Linked DNA regions of Mus musculus: region 1 is linked to region 2. Evidence: chromatin contacts called from public promoter capture Hi-C data. All regions are on one chromosome and are shown on one strand. The core of a region is the stretch at or near the end of the contact, and the rest is flanking DNA. Distances in the headings are between cores, read along the strand shown.

What was found. Capture Hi-C pulls out chosen DNA fragments and counts their contacts.
Region 1: a contact with region 2 is called in a promoter capture Hi-C map of adipose tissue. The contact joins two enhancer-like sites. A contact is called at or near these places in 1 of 39 promoter capture datasets (liver), 1 of 15 datasets of contacts at CTCF or cohesin (the NIH/3T3 cell line), 4 of 484 Hi-C or Micro-C datasets (the G1E-ER4 cell line, muscle stem cells, stem cell-derived neural stem cells and 1 more), 5 of 115 datasets of contacts at active chromatin or transcription factors (embryonic fibroblasts, embryonic stem cells, extraembryonic endoderm stem cells and 1 more) and 3 of 9 other capture datasets (adipose tissue, liver and pancreatic islet).

What each region holds. Positions count from the first base shown.
Region 1 is chr10:59,820,820-59,826,844 of GRCm38.p6, forward strand. The region is part of intron 8 of Micu1 (mitochondrial calcium uptake 1); the gene reads left to right. Among named protein-coding and RNA genes, the nearest start is that of Gm23803, 6.0 kb to the left of the region's middle. Within about 2 kb of position 4,767, at least 91 of the 459 cell types and tissues checked have an H3K27ac peak or open chromatin away from gene starts, as enhancers often do. A contact at or near this core is called in adipose tissue, where this site is marked.
Region 2 is chr10:59,731,657-59,737,768 of GRCm38.p6, forward strand. Micu1 (mitochondrial calcium uptake 1) reads left to right here. Exons shown (of 12, transcript NM_144822.3): 3 at 1,327-1,501. Among named protein-coding and RNA genes, the nearest start is that of Micu1, 32 kb to the left of the region's middle. Within about 2 kb of position 4,550, at least 33 of the 459 cell types and tissues checked have an H3K27ac peak or open chromatin away from gene starts, as enhancers often do. A contact at or near this core is called in adipose tissue, where this site is marked.

The DNA of each region.
Region 1 (6,025 bases), core at 3,517-6,016, 89 kb after region 2:
GGCATAACCAGTTTTTTTTTTACCTACATATCTAGCTATAATGAAGATTTCCATACATAAAATAGACCTAAACAAAGTTAAAAGATAGTCCAACTGAGCAGAAAAATTTACCGTCCTTTAACAAAGGGCAAACATTTTTATCTTATATTAATATCACTGTCCCTATTTTCATATGTATGGGTGTTTTGCCTGCATGTATGTCTGCATACCACGTGGGACTCTCAGACCGACAGTTAGACCCCTTCTTGGTCTGACTAATGATTTTGACTCATGATTCAGTCAGCTGATTTGGTCACAGTCCCAGTTTCCATCCTTCTAATTGTGTTAGGGTCCAGAGTCGCCACACAAATCAATAGGAATACCAATCTCAATTAAGCAAGAGTAGTTTCTTGACTGCATACCTTAATACCGGTCAGACCAGGGTCATAACTCAGAATTATCTAAACTATGACAACAGACATCTTTTTCTGTCAGCTTATAAATAATAATAATAATGACAACAACAATAATAATAACACAATGAGCTCATAGACAGGTGCGAGAAGTGCTGCCCAGTGGTCAGCTCTGACTCAAGCCATTTTAGACAGAACAGTTCATATTGACCTTTAACTTGATGAGTCCTACATAAAGCTTTGTGGAATTTCCTAAGATTAACAACCCTCATACAGAACATAACAGGGCATGTGGTCAGCATGACCCTGCTCTGAGTCAGGTCACTTCTCTGTGTCAGCAACTGGCAGGCATGTTACAGCAACAGTATGAAATAGCTGGTGGCAGGCATGGGACAAAATGGCTACAGCTATACTGTGGGGGTGGGAGGTGGGGAGTGGGCGGGGCGGGGCGGGGCGGGTCAGATCTCAACAATCCACTGGGGCAGGTCTTAAATCCACAGGCTCAGTGATCTTCCCTCCTCAACCTTCCATGTAGTGAGGACTGTAGGAGCGTACCACATTTCCCAGGCCCAACAAAACAGCCACAGAAGACAAGCAAGGTTTACCCTGGAGCACTGTGTGAACCAGGCTGGCCTCCACTTCAGAGGTCTGCCTCCTCAGCACTGGGACAAAGGCATGAGCCACCACGCCCAGCCTTGAGTGCTGGAATTAAAGGTGTTAAAGGTGTTTGCCACCTGGCTCCAGCTTAACCAGTCTTTTAAAATGTAAGAAGTCTTAAGATTTGGAATTGAAAAATATAGTTTAGTTTAGGCCAGGCATATCATGCAGAAGTAAAATAATTTCCCAGCATGCACAAGGACCCAGCACCACAAAACCCAGAGAAGTGTAGCAGTTTAGCTAATACTCTGTAATGTCATGGCGACTGGGATCATCCTGTTAGCCCTTGCTGAGCAGTGAGCTGTGGTGCCCGCATTCCAGACTGTAGACCTTCTTTCTCCACTTGCCAGGAGACAACCTGCACCAGACAGTAAAGATTCCTCTTGTGTTGAGAGACGCCCGTCCATTACATAAACAGATTTCAACTCAAACTTTAAAATACGTCACGATTCCCTTAAGAGGAGGGCTCCCATAGAGAATGGTGCCTGTAAGCCTTTTTCCTTTTCATGAACTAGTGGTATGAAACTCCAGACAGAAAGAACAATGGCACAGAGGCCCTGCCGTTCTGTCCCACTGAAGAGCACAGATGTGTCTGGCTAAGTGGCCTGAGGTCACTGTGCAGTGTGGCTCTGTGCGGTTCAGAAGCTAGGAAAGGCCTGGGGAAGCCTGTCATTCTGAAACACGGATATAGGGAGGGATTTGCAGAGGTTGTAACTGTACAGAGGAGCACACGGGCTTTCCTCATCCCAGAGTGCAGCGCCCTCCAAAGCCTTTGCTGAGCAGTGACACACTCTCAGACACTGATTTCTCTCTCCTTCTACTCGTTTTAGCCTCATTTTTTGGCACTTGTAATAAAACATGTATTTTTTTCTCCCTAGCTTTTCATCTTCCTCGGGTAGATAGATAGATAGATAGATAGATAGATAGATAGATAGATAGATAGATAGATAGGTATCATATAGCTAAATGTATATTATCTGTCCTTCCAAAAGACTAGCCCTCCTGTCACCAAGGAGCAGGGGTGGGAAGGAAAGGTGCACTGTGTTTAGAAAGCCAGGAAGAATCTCCCAGTGTTCGCTGTCTTCTCTTTTTTGGCCCTTCTTTGTGGCCCTGCAGCCCCTGGGGTCAACAGGAAGCTTGTATGCGGTTGAGAATGTGGTCGCGGCTGCATAGGGAAGCCACAAGCCTGGGCAGCTGCCTGTGAAACATGGGTAGGCAGACAGATGGTCAGTGATGTGCTGGCCTGCCTGCGCACGTTCTTCGCCACAGGGCGAAGGAAAATAGAATCCCTTAACTGTCACTGAAGCAGAGCTTAAGGGACCCCAGTTTAAGTGGGGCATGTGTTTGCTAAGTCGTGCAAGCCGGTAATGCAGACTGCTTCCAAGATACACAGTTGTTTTCTGCACTATGATAATTTTGTAATTACCTGGGTCTCTCCTTGAGGCCCTCGGTGACCTGGAGGACTGATTACATGCCTGTGACACTCCAAGGGCGCACCTGCAGGTTTGTCAGGATTTAACATATCCTGATTGATATGAGGCCCCCAACACACATACAGTAGAGGGCTTCCAGGTCTAGGTTCATTCAGAGATGATGCACCTAACCCTCAAGAGACTGGAGGCCCCAGGGAGTTTAGAGGTCAGATGGGGTGGAGGGTGCGGGCATCCGTGTGGAGACGGGGTGTGGTGGGGAGGAGGTGTGGGATGTGGAGCAGTTGGAGGGTGGGAGGGGAGGGGTGGGGAATGGAATATGGGGTGTAAAAAATAAATTACAAATTAAATTTTAAAAAAATATGTGGTGGTTTGAATAGGAGTGGCCCCTGTAGACTCATTAGAATGCTTGGCCCATAGGAAGTGGCACTCTTAGGAGGTGTGACCTTATTGAAGGAAGTGTGTCATCACTGTGTAGGAGGGCTTTGAGGTCATCTATGCTCAAGCTCTACCCAGTATGGTTGCACAGTTGCCTGTGCTGCCTACAGATCAAGATGTAGCTCTCTCAGCCCCATGTCTGCCTACACACCACCAGATATCGCACCAGTGATGACAATAAACTAAACCTCTGAGCCTGTAAGCCAGCACCAATGAAATGTTTTCCTTTTTAAGAGTTGCCATGGTCAAGGTGTCTCTTCATGGCAACAGAAATGCTAAGAAAGAATACAAGATGGGAGTCAGGCATGGCGGGGCACACTTAGAGAGCTGAGGCAGCAGGATCATGAGGTTGAGGCCAGTGTGGGCTGCACAGTGAGAAGTCTATGTCAAAAAAATAAGTGTACACATGATCTCTCCAGCCATGTAACATCTATCCATGGCCCTTGACATTTTAGTCAGTAGATCCCCGAAATGCAGTCCTCAAAACTCCCAAACTACCATTTAGTAGGTCTTCAACTTTAAAATGTTGAACAAGTAGAATGTTTGTGTCTGTTAGCAGATGTAGTGTGTGAAACACCTACCACCTACCTTCCCCCCCCACACACACACACGCCCTCTACCCCCACCCCACCCCACCCCACCCCACCGCACCCCTGCCAGCTTGGCCTCATTTAAGCCCTCAGAACCTAATGGCTTGGGGCTGGAGCTCAGTGTAGAGCCCTTGCCTGGTATGCACAAGACCCTGATCCTCTGCAACATGAAAAACCTCATTAGGTAGCTTTACCCCAGAAGACCCCGTAGGCTAAACTGAGAGATGCTGGCTGTCCAAAGTGAAAGCATAGAGCTGAAGCCATGAGTTTTGAAGTCGGCCAGGCTGCAGAAAGGACAAATATTGATGTTTAAGCCTTTTGGGTTCTAATTGCTTGATAATAGTGGAACATGTTACCAAAAGCCAAGTTTGTGTCTTCAAAAACTAGTAAAAATACTAATTTGAGCATTGAAATTGCTACTTGAGGCTCTCCCCTAGAAACTGCCCTTGAAACACAACAGAGGAATGTTTGTGCCTTTAGAGGGTGGAAACTGAAGGCTTTTCATGAACCCTGAGCAAGCCAGCCGCTGTCAGGTTTACAAACAAGAAGCATTTCAACTTCGAATCTGCCTTGTTCCACCCTGGTAGGGAGTTCCAGAAAGGCAGGCATGTCTATCCAGATCCTCCAGGCCAGCCCAGAGAGCCGCGGGGCACAGCTTTGGGGTAGACCCTGCCTGTAAATACATTCTGTATGGTCAACTCCAGCTCAGCCATCTGACCCTACGGGAAACCTGCTTTAAACAGTGCAAAACGTTGCCCGCTTTCAGAATTTTTATCAGTTCCTCCGTTTTGTTTCAGGATGGCAAATTGAGCCATAAATCAAACTTAAATCGAATCCCCCCAAAACTTTGGGTTTTGTCAGAAATTAATCAGTTCTGTGCAAGAGACGGAGTGACGGATGGGAACTGCTGTGGGCCCGAGTGGGAAAGGAGCCTCTGGCCTGTGGTGGTGATGTCGATTCCTTTGCAGGAGGAGTTGTGCTTTCCTTCAGCCGGCTCTCGGCCCCGCCCCTCCTCCCCACTGTTGTAGCTTATTCAGAATATCAGGGTGCTGCCCTGAAGGTTGCAGAGAAGTAGGGAATTTTGTGAATCCAGATGGACTACATCTGCTAACCCAGCTTAGTCAATTGCACGTTGCCTCAGGCTTCTTGTCTGCAAAGCAGAGCCAAGAAGCTCCACCGACCTGACAAAGATTTAAATGAGAGAGTGTACGGGGAACTTCTGGAGTGAGGTGCATGCGCAGTAAAGAGTTGTTATTGCGGTGTAGTTCTTGTGGCTTGTATACTCTGTGACTCATGAGGGAGGAAGCAAGACTGGAAAGAATCTACTCTTGGATATTTCCATTTTTATCACTGTCTTACATGTGTCATCTGCCTAGCAGAGGTCCCCAGGGATCTTCCTTCCCATGCCGCACGGTGACTCACACAGTGCTGGACAAGGAGAAGACGGTGGGGACATGCTTGTTGACATGAACTTACTTAGTACCATCTGACATCTGTGAACTCCCTCTCAGGAGAGCAGATCAACCCTGCCATGTGGGAGTGTGAGGACATTCTACCATCCTCCTGTCCTTTTGGCCCCTACTTGGCCACTAGGCCTACCCTGCCTTTTATAATTATTATTATTATTATTATTAGCCTTAATCAGCACTAGAGCTGGGCAGATATCCACCCTCTAAGCTATTAGAATCTATTTCCCCATTAATAACCCTGAGTTATAATTCTCCATGTTTCGTCTGAACTGCTCTTAACTTCAGTTGGCCAGTCCTCATAGCCATGCTTTCATGACTCTCCTACCCATGACATCTTCTTCTCCCATCCTCTCCCTCTCTCATGGTCTCCTCAGATCCCAAGCCTGGGAACTCCAAGCCCTGCCTATATCAATTCTGCCCAGCTATAGGCTGTAGGCATCTTCATTCACCAATCAGGAGTAACTTAGGGGTCAAGGTGACATTGCATCACTTGAGTCTATGTGCAGATTTTCTCATCCTTGGGGGCAACCAGGCCTTAGGGACCAGTATTTAGCATTATAATACATTATAATAATATAATTCTAATACATAGCAAAAGACCAAACCTCAACATTACGTGTTACATATTACATAGAACTAACATTGCAACTGGGACCAAGAGAGCTTCCTTGTCCTGTTTCTAAATGAAATCTCAGTGCTCTGATAAGCTTAGATTAGCTCAAGGTTCTTTGTCTTGTTACATATTTCTCTTAAGCATTATTGATGTCCTATCATTCAGATATCCTTTTTGAGAAAACTTGTTAATTACATTACGCTTGTTTGAAATCCTTAGGGATCTATTTGATTTTTGCATAAGCATGATTGATAAGACTTAAAATCCTTATTTTAAGTCTTCTCTAAGAAGCAAGGTCATGGATGATCTTAGAGACTGGTTATTACTATTAATGTATGAACTCTCGAACTCAGGAGGCAGAGGCAGGCAGAGCTCTGTGAGTTCGAGGCCAGCATGGTCTACATGCTGAGTCCCAGGCCAGCCAGGAACTCATAGT
Region 2 (6,112 bases), core at 3,300-5,799:
CTCTGATATGTGCTGTGAGCGCTGAGATCGCAGGTGTAAGCACCACACCCAGCACATTTGATTGTTTAGGGTTTATTAGTGGGTGTAGGGAGTCAGTCAGTGGGTAAAGTGCTTGTCATACAATCGTGAAGAGCTCACACAAAACACAAACCCAAAAGTGGAAGGAAGGGCATCTGCCATCTTCCAGGGAAGTGAGAAACAGACCCGAGAATCCCCGGAACCTCATGGACCAGCTAGCCGGAGTATGTTCATAGCCACAAACAACCAAGAAACCCTGTTCAAGCAGGTGAAAGATGAAGACAACATCTGGGCTTGTCCTCTGACCAGCACACACTAGCATGGCACATGCATGCGTGCACTTCTGCATTTTTTACACACATATCACACACACATATATACATGTACACACACACACATACATAATAACACACACAAAGGGAGAAATTTTATTACTTGGTTTTTACTTGTTTTTATTTTATTTCTATTTTTATTACTGTAAACAATATATAGCATTTCTCATTTTAACCATTTAAAGACATTTTATTCATATTAAATATATTCTTGTTGTGAATTAGGGCTCTGGAACTTCCTCCTCTCGTAAGAGTGAGGTGATGTGCTTATTAAAAAGAATGAAATGCTTTACTCATTGGAAAGTAAGCATGAGATGGTGTCCCAGAGCTGGGGAAGATGGCACAGAGGCTGAGAGCAGATTCAGACCCTGGTTCAGTTCTCAGTAACCACTGTTAGTGACTACTAACAGTCTGAAACTCCAGTCCCGGGGCATCCAGTGCCTTCTTTTGACCTCTGCTGACACTGAACACACACACACACAAATACACACAGACACACACGCACATGATATACAGACATTCATTCAGGAAAACACTCGTACACATAAAAGTAAATAAGTCTCAAAAACAAAGCTGACCTTCCCATGAAATGGGAATGAGCATGAAGTGATGACCCGACTAAAGAGCAGCTTCCTCTGCCCTCCTCTGCCGCCTTCAGACCGTTACAACCTGACACCCCGTAACTAACCACACTGCATCCCTCACGTGCTCTGTGCTTTAACCGAGCTTGATAACTCATGGCAACGCACTTGTATAGTGTTCGCCCTTTGTGCCTAACTTACTTTACTTAGCAGGCCGTTGCTTTTGCTTCATGCATGTGAGTAACACAGGGGGTGCCGAGTGGTTTTGGCTGTTTTAGGAGGTTCTTCATGGGATTCGTGACACATGTGATTAGTGCTCCTCTGAGCTGGGTGTGGGTACTTCTTAAAGTCATGGAGTTTCATGCTTAACTTAGGCTTCTCTTCTGCACCACCAGGGCTCACGCAGAATCTCCACCATGCGTTAACAGCAAGAAGCCTGACACAGAAGATAAAGAGAGAAACAAAGACAGCGGGGAAGTGTCCAGCCGTGAAGGAAGGGCTGCAGATGCTGCGGCAGAGCCTTATCCTGAGGACAAGAAGAAGAAGCGCTCTGGATTCAGAGACAGAAAAGTACGGAACAGAGTTTTGCTAGTGAATCAAAACTGTGTCCTAGAGGGGCGTCACGCTGCCCATCTCCTAGTCCTGTTTTAGACAGGTCACAGTCCCTCCTGGGCTCCTCACCTCTTTATTATTGATGTAAGCCAAAGGTACCTCAGAGTGTGAAGTGTTGTGTGACAGACTTTTCCTGGGGAGTCACAACACACACACACACACACACACACACACACACAGAGCCCACAGCAGACTAAAGTACAGATCCCACCAAAGGCTAACTTGGTGACCTAGTGTGTTTTATTGGGATGATTAATAGAGCCATGGGTGAGTAGTTTTTTACAGGAGTAGAAATGACTCAAAAACCACCCAGCACAGGCACAGCTCTCCAAAGCTGGGAGCCTGGAGCACACTGCACTGCCTGCAGGCAGCTCAATAGTTGGAGAATTTCCCTTCCGGGTACCTCCGATGTTCTAAACCTCTGCCAGGTAGCCTACCTGGTTTTTGTTTCCCGTAGGCTCCTTGGCTGGTCTCTGCTTCTTTGCGGCTTCAGTGGCTGGTCTGACAGCAACTCTTGACAGTCTGCACTATTTACCCTCGGGAGGGAGGGGCCTGGTGAATCTGGGCAGTTTCTGGGCCTTCCTGGAGCTATATTGAGCTGCTTACCTTCTGTCTTCAGGAGCTTCCCTACCAGGTGGAATGTTTTCATCTCAACTACTATTCAAGGTGGAGTCAAAGGGAGGAACAGGGTCGAGGGTTATCAGGGTAAACACATTCTTCTTTAGGGTGAACATATTCTTTGTTCTTTCAGTCCAAATAGTAAGCTGATTCTTGCTTTCTGGGTCTTCCTTTTTGTTTTGGTTTGGTTTGGTTTGGTTTAGTCTTTCAAGACAGGGTTTCTTTATGTAGTCCTGACTGTCCTGGAAATTGCTCTGTAGACCAGGCTGGTCTTGAACTCACAGAGGTATGCCTGCCTCAGCCTCCAGAGTGCTGGGATCAAAGGTGTGCCTAACCACACTTGGCTATGGGTCTTCTTAATGCTTAACATTATCATAGATGGGGCTGGAAAGATGGCTCAGTGGTTAAGAGCAGTTGACTGCTCTTCCAGAGGTCCCATATTCAATTCCCAGCAACCACATGGTGGCTCACAATTATCTGTAATGGGGTCTGATGCCCTCTTCTGGTGTGTCTGAAGATGGCTACAGTATAGTCACATATATAAATTTTTAAAAAGAAATTTTTTTAAACTCATTATCATAGATATACTGAATTTGTGATATTTCTGGTTTGCTATGTCAAAGCAAACCACTAAAGCAGAAAATAACGGGACAATAATATTTGTGGAGGAACATACAATTCCCAGAAAGGAAATAGTTGTGGACAGCCTAAACTATGACCACAGCCTCAGGGCACTGCCACTTTACCTCAGAAAAGTTTAAGTTTGGCTATAATAACGCTCGTGATGTCAGACACTGGACTCTGTGTTTCAGCAACACTCAGAAGGGTTGTTTCTTAGATAACTTGAAACAGTCAAAATCAAATCAACATTTATTAAGCTGCTTCCATTTATAGCCCCGCCTTCTCTGTAGCAGATGACAAGGACTCCTGCATCGCAGTGACACTAAAGCTACCAGTGTGATTTATGAATTTGTAACTCCTGATGCTATAAAACCTAACTGAGCTCTGTCAGGAATAGTTCTTATTCTTCCCTACCTAGGCTCACAGGAAGAGCTGTCTCCCCTCCCTCTCTTCAGGGACGCTCATTGTGCGTGTCACTCCCCAAGAGTCTGTCTCATTCTTTCTCACGTCTCTGTTCTGTTGGGTCTTTGTTTTTTCTTTTAAGTAACATAAATATGGTAAGAATTCTTCTGTCTATAATTTAATAATCATAGCCACAATTTATTAATGCCAAGTTTTTTAGTATTTTAGTTTTTTAAAATCAGAAAATATACAGTCTATAAAAGCAAAAATTACAAAGTATATACAAATATATCTAATAAGTAAAACCAAAAATTTTACTGAATACTTCTTTATGAAGAAAAGACTAGGCCTGGCTCCATGAGTCAAGGCCCTTGCTACCAAGCCCGTGACCTGAGTTTGATCTCTGGAACCTCAACCCAAATGTTGGAAGAGAGAATCAACTTCCTCTAGTCATTCTCAGATCTCCATATGCATGCACATACAAGCGCGCGTGCATATGCACACACACACACACAGAGAGGGAGAGAAAGGGAGGGAGGGAGGGAGAGAGAGAGAGAGAGAGAACATGGAGAAAGACTGTGTGATAAACTACATTTTTTCAAGTTGTAAACTTTTAGGAACCTTCTCTCTTCTCCTGAGTTCAGGAGTTTGCATCATTTTGCAAGAGACCACCTCTCCCAAGAGCTCTCTCGTGTCTCCCGGGTGTGCTGGGACGCAGCCGTATGTCCTTCCCGAGCAGCCGTATGTCCTTCCCGAGCAGCCGTGTTTTACTATGAGGAAGTTCTTTCTTACTTGGCCACAATATCATGTTTAGCTTTTATCCACACCCTTGCTTCTGCTTTTCACATGTGATGTCCAGATTTTGTTTAAACTGCTTTTCTACATAACAAAATATATATGCAGGGTGCCACAAATGGATTGGATTTTTTAATCTGTGTTTTATTTTTCCTTATTTTAAATGATCCTCTTTCCTCCACTTCCTGAATGCTGAGAGTATATGTATTCCATGGCCCAATACAGCATAGATCTTTATAATAATTGCTTCCTTTCATTTTGGGGAAAGTTTAGAAAACTCAGCAGCGTACTTGTTTAGACTTTGCATTTTCAAACTGGCAGTGCAAGCCATTAATTTTGATCTTAGGACATTGCCTCCCCAGGGACAGTGTAACTCATCATTATCTGTCACTGTAATGGGTCCTGATAGCTGTCTAGTTACTCAGTCTTCTGCGTTAACCTCTGTGAAGGTGAGGATGGTGGAAGTTTTGCCTTGGACCAGATGTCCCAGCCTGGCCTTCCCCTCAAGGAAGCCTTGGGGAAACCCTGCTTATGCCACAAGGCAGGCAGAAGTCAACAGGCTCAGAGGCATCTGGGTCATGTGCAGCTGGACGAAGTTCCCCTGCCCCCAAGGGAGGAACGGTTTTCACCCCACCCAGGACAGAGGCCTCTTATTGACATCCCGTCACTGGCCGCTTTCTTCTCAGGCTAGGCCAGAAGCTGATCTGCTTCCCTTGCTGTGGTCTGCTGTCTGCTTGTCAGCCATTATACACAGCTGGGTGGTTACTTGGCAGTGCCCGGCCTAGAGGGACTACCTAATGACCAGGCACTTTCAGCTTGTTAGATGGGCGAGTTCCGTATGCTGCTGCTGGAATGGAGGCGTTTGTAAATGGGAGTTCAGGAGTTTGCACGATTTTTGAAAGAGACCACCTCTCCCAAGAGCTCTCTTGTCTCTCCCGGGTGTGGTGTTCAGGCCAGTAAGAACATAGGGATTTAGCGGTTCCTGGCCTTTTGATCCTGCAGCAGCAGCAGTAGCAGCAGCAGCAGCAGCAGCAGCAGCAGCAGCAGCAGCAGCAGCAGCAGCAGCAGCAGCAGCAGCAGCAGGATAGAGGCGCCTTTCCTCCCCTTGGCCGCCTTTCACAGTAGTGGGCAGGAGAGTGAGCTCTTCTGCTTCTCTCATCTGGATCTAGCATTCATCACGAGACGTGATTATTTCATCTTGCTGTTTTAATGTTAGCCCTCCCCACGTCCCACGTGGATGCTAAGGACTGAACTTAGGACCAAGCGAGAACTCTGTAATCAAACTATTTCCCTCCAACCTAATGATACATGTGATGCAGAGGAGACAGGCTCCAGGCCGTTTAACCGTTCAAGTTTCCTGTGGTTGGATTCTATTGACACTTTAAGTGCTGTTCAGCTCCTTCAGTCCCTGTATCATTTGAGTATTGGTTTGACTCTGAAGTTTGATAAGACGTGGGTGTGGTCCCAATAGCCACACTAGTTGTGGTACTATTTCCTGTTCTCCTCCTCTTCTTCCTCCTTTTCCTCTTCCTTCTCTTTTGTTTTACATTTATTTATATTTATGTGTATTTAAATTTATTTCTTTGTGTATGAGTGTCTGCCTGCATGTATGTATGTGCACCACATGTGTGCAGTGCCTGTGGAGGCCACAAGAGAGTACCAGGTCCCTGGAACTTGAGTTACAGTTGTAAGCTAGCATGTAGTGGGTAGGAATGGAAGCTGGGCTCTCTGAAAGAGCAGGAAGTGCTCTTAACCACAGAGCCATCTCTCCAGCCATTATTTTTCCTTTTAGCTATGTGTCTTAGTCAGGGTTTCTATTCCTGCACAAACATCATGACCAAGAAGCAAGTTGGGGAGGAAAGGGTTTATTCGGCTTACACTTCCATGCTGCTGTTCATCACCAAAGGAAGTCAGGACTGGAACTCAAGCAGGTCAGGGAGCAGGAGCTGATGCAGAGGCCATGGAGGGATGTTCTTTACTGGCTTGCCTCACCTGGCTTGCTCAGCCTGCTCTCTTATAAAACCCAAGACTACCAGCCCAGAGATGGTCCCACCCACACGGGGCCTTTCCCCCTTGATCACTAATTGAGGAAATGCCTTACAGTTGGATCTCATGGAGGCATTTCCTCAACTG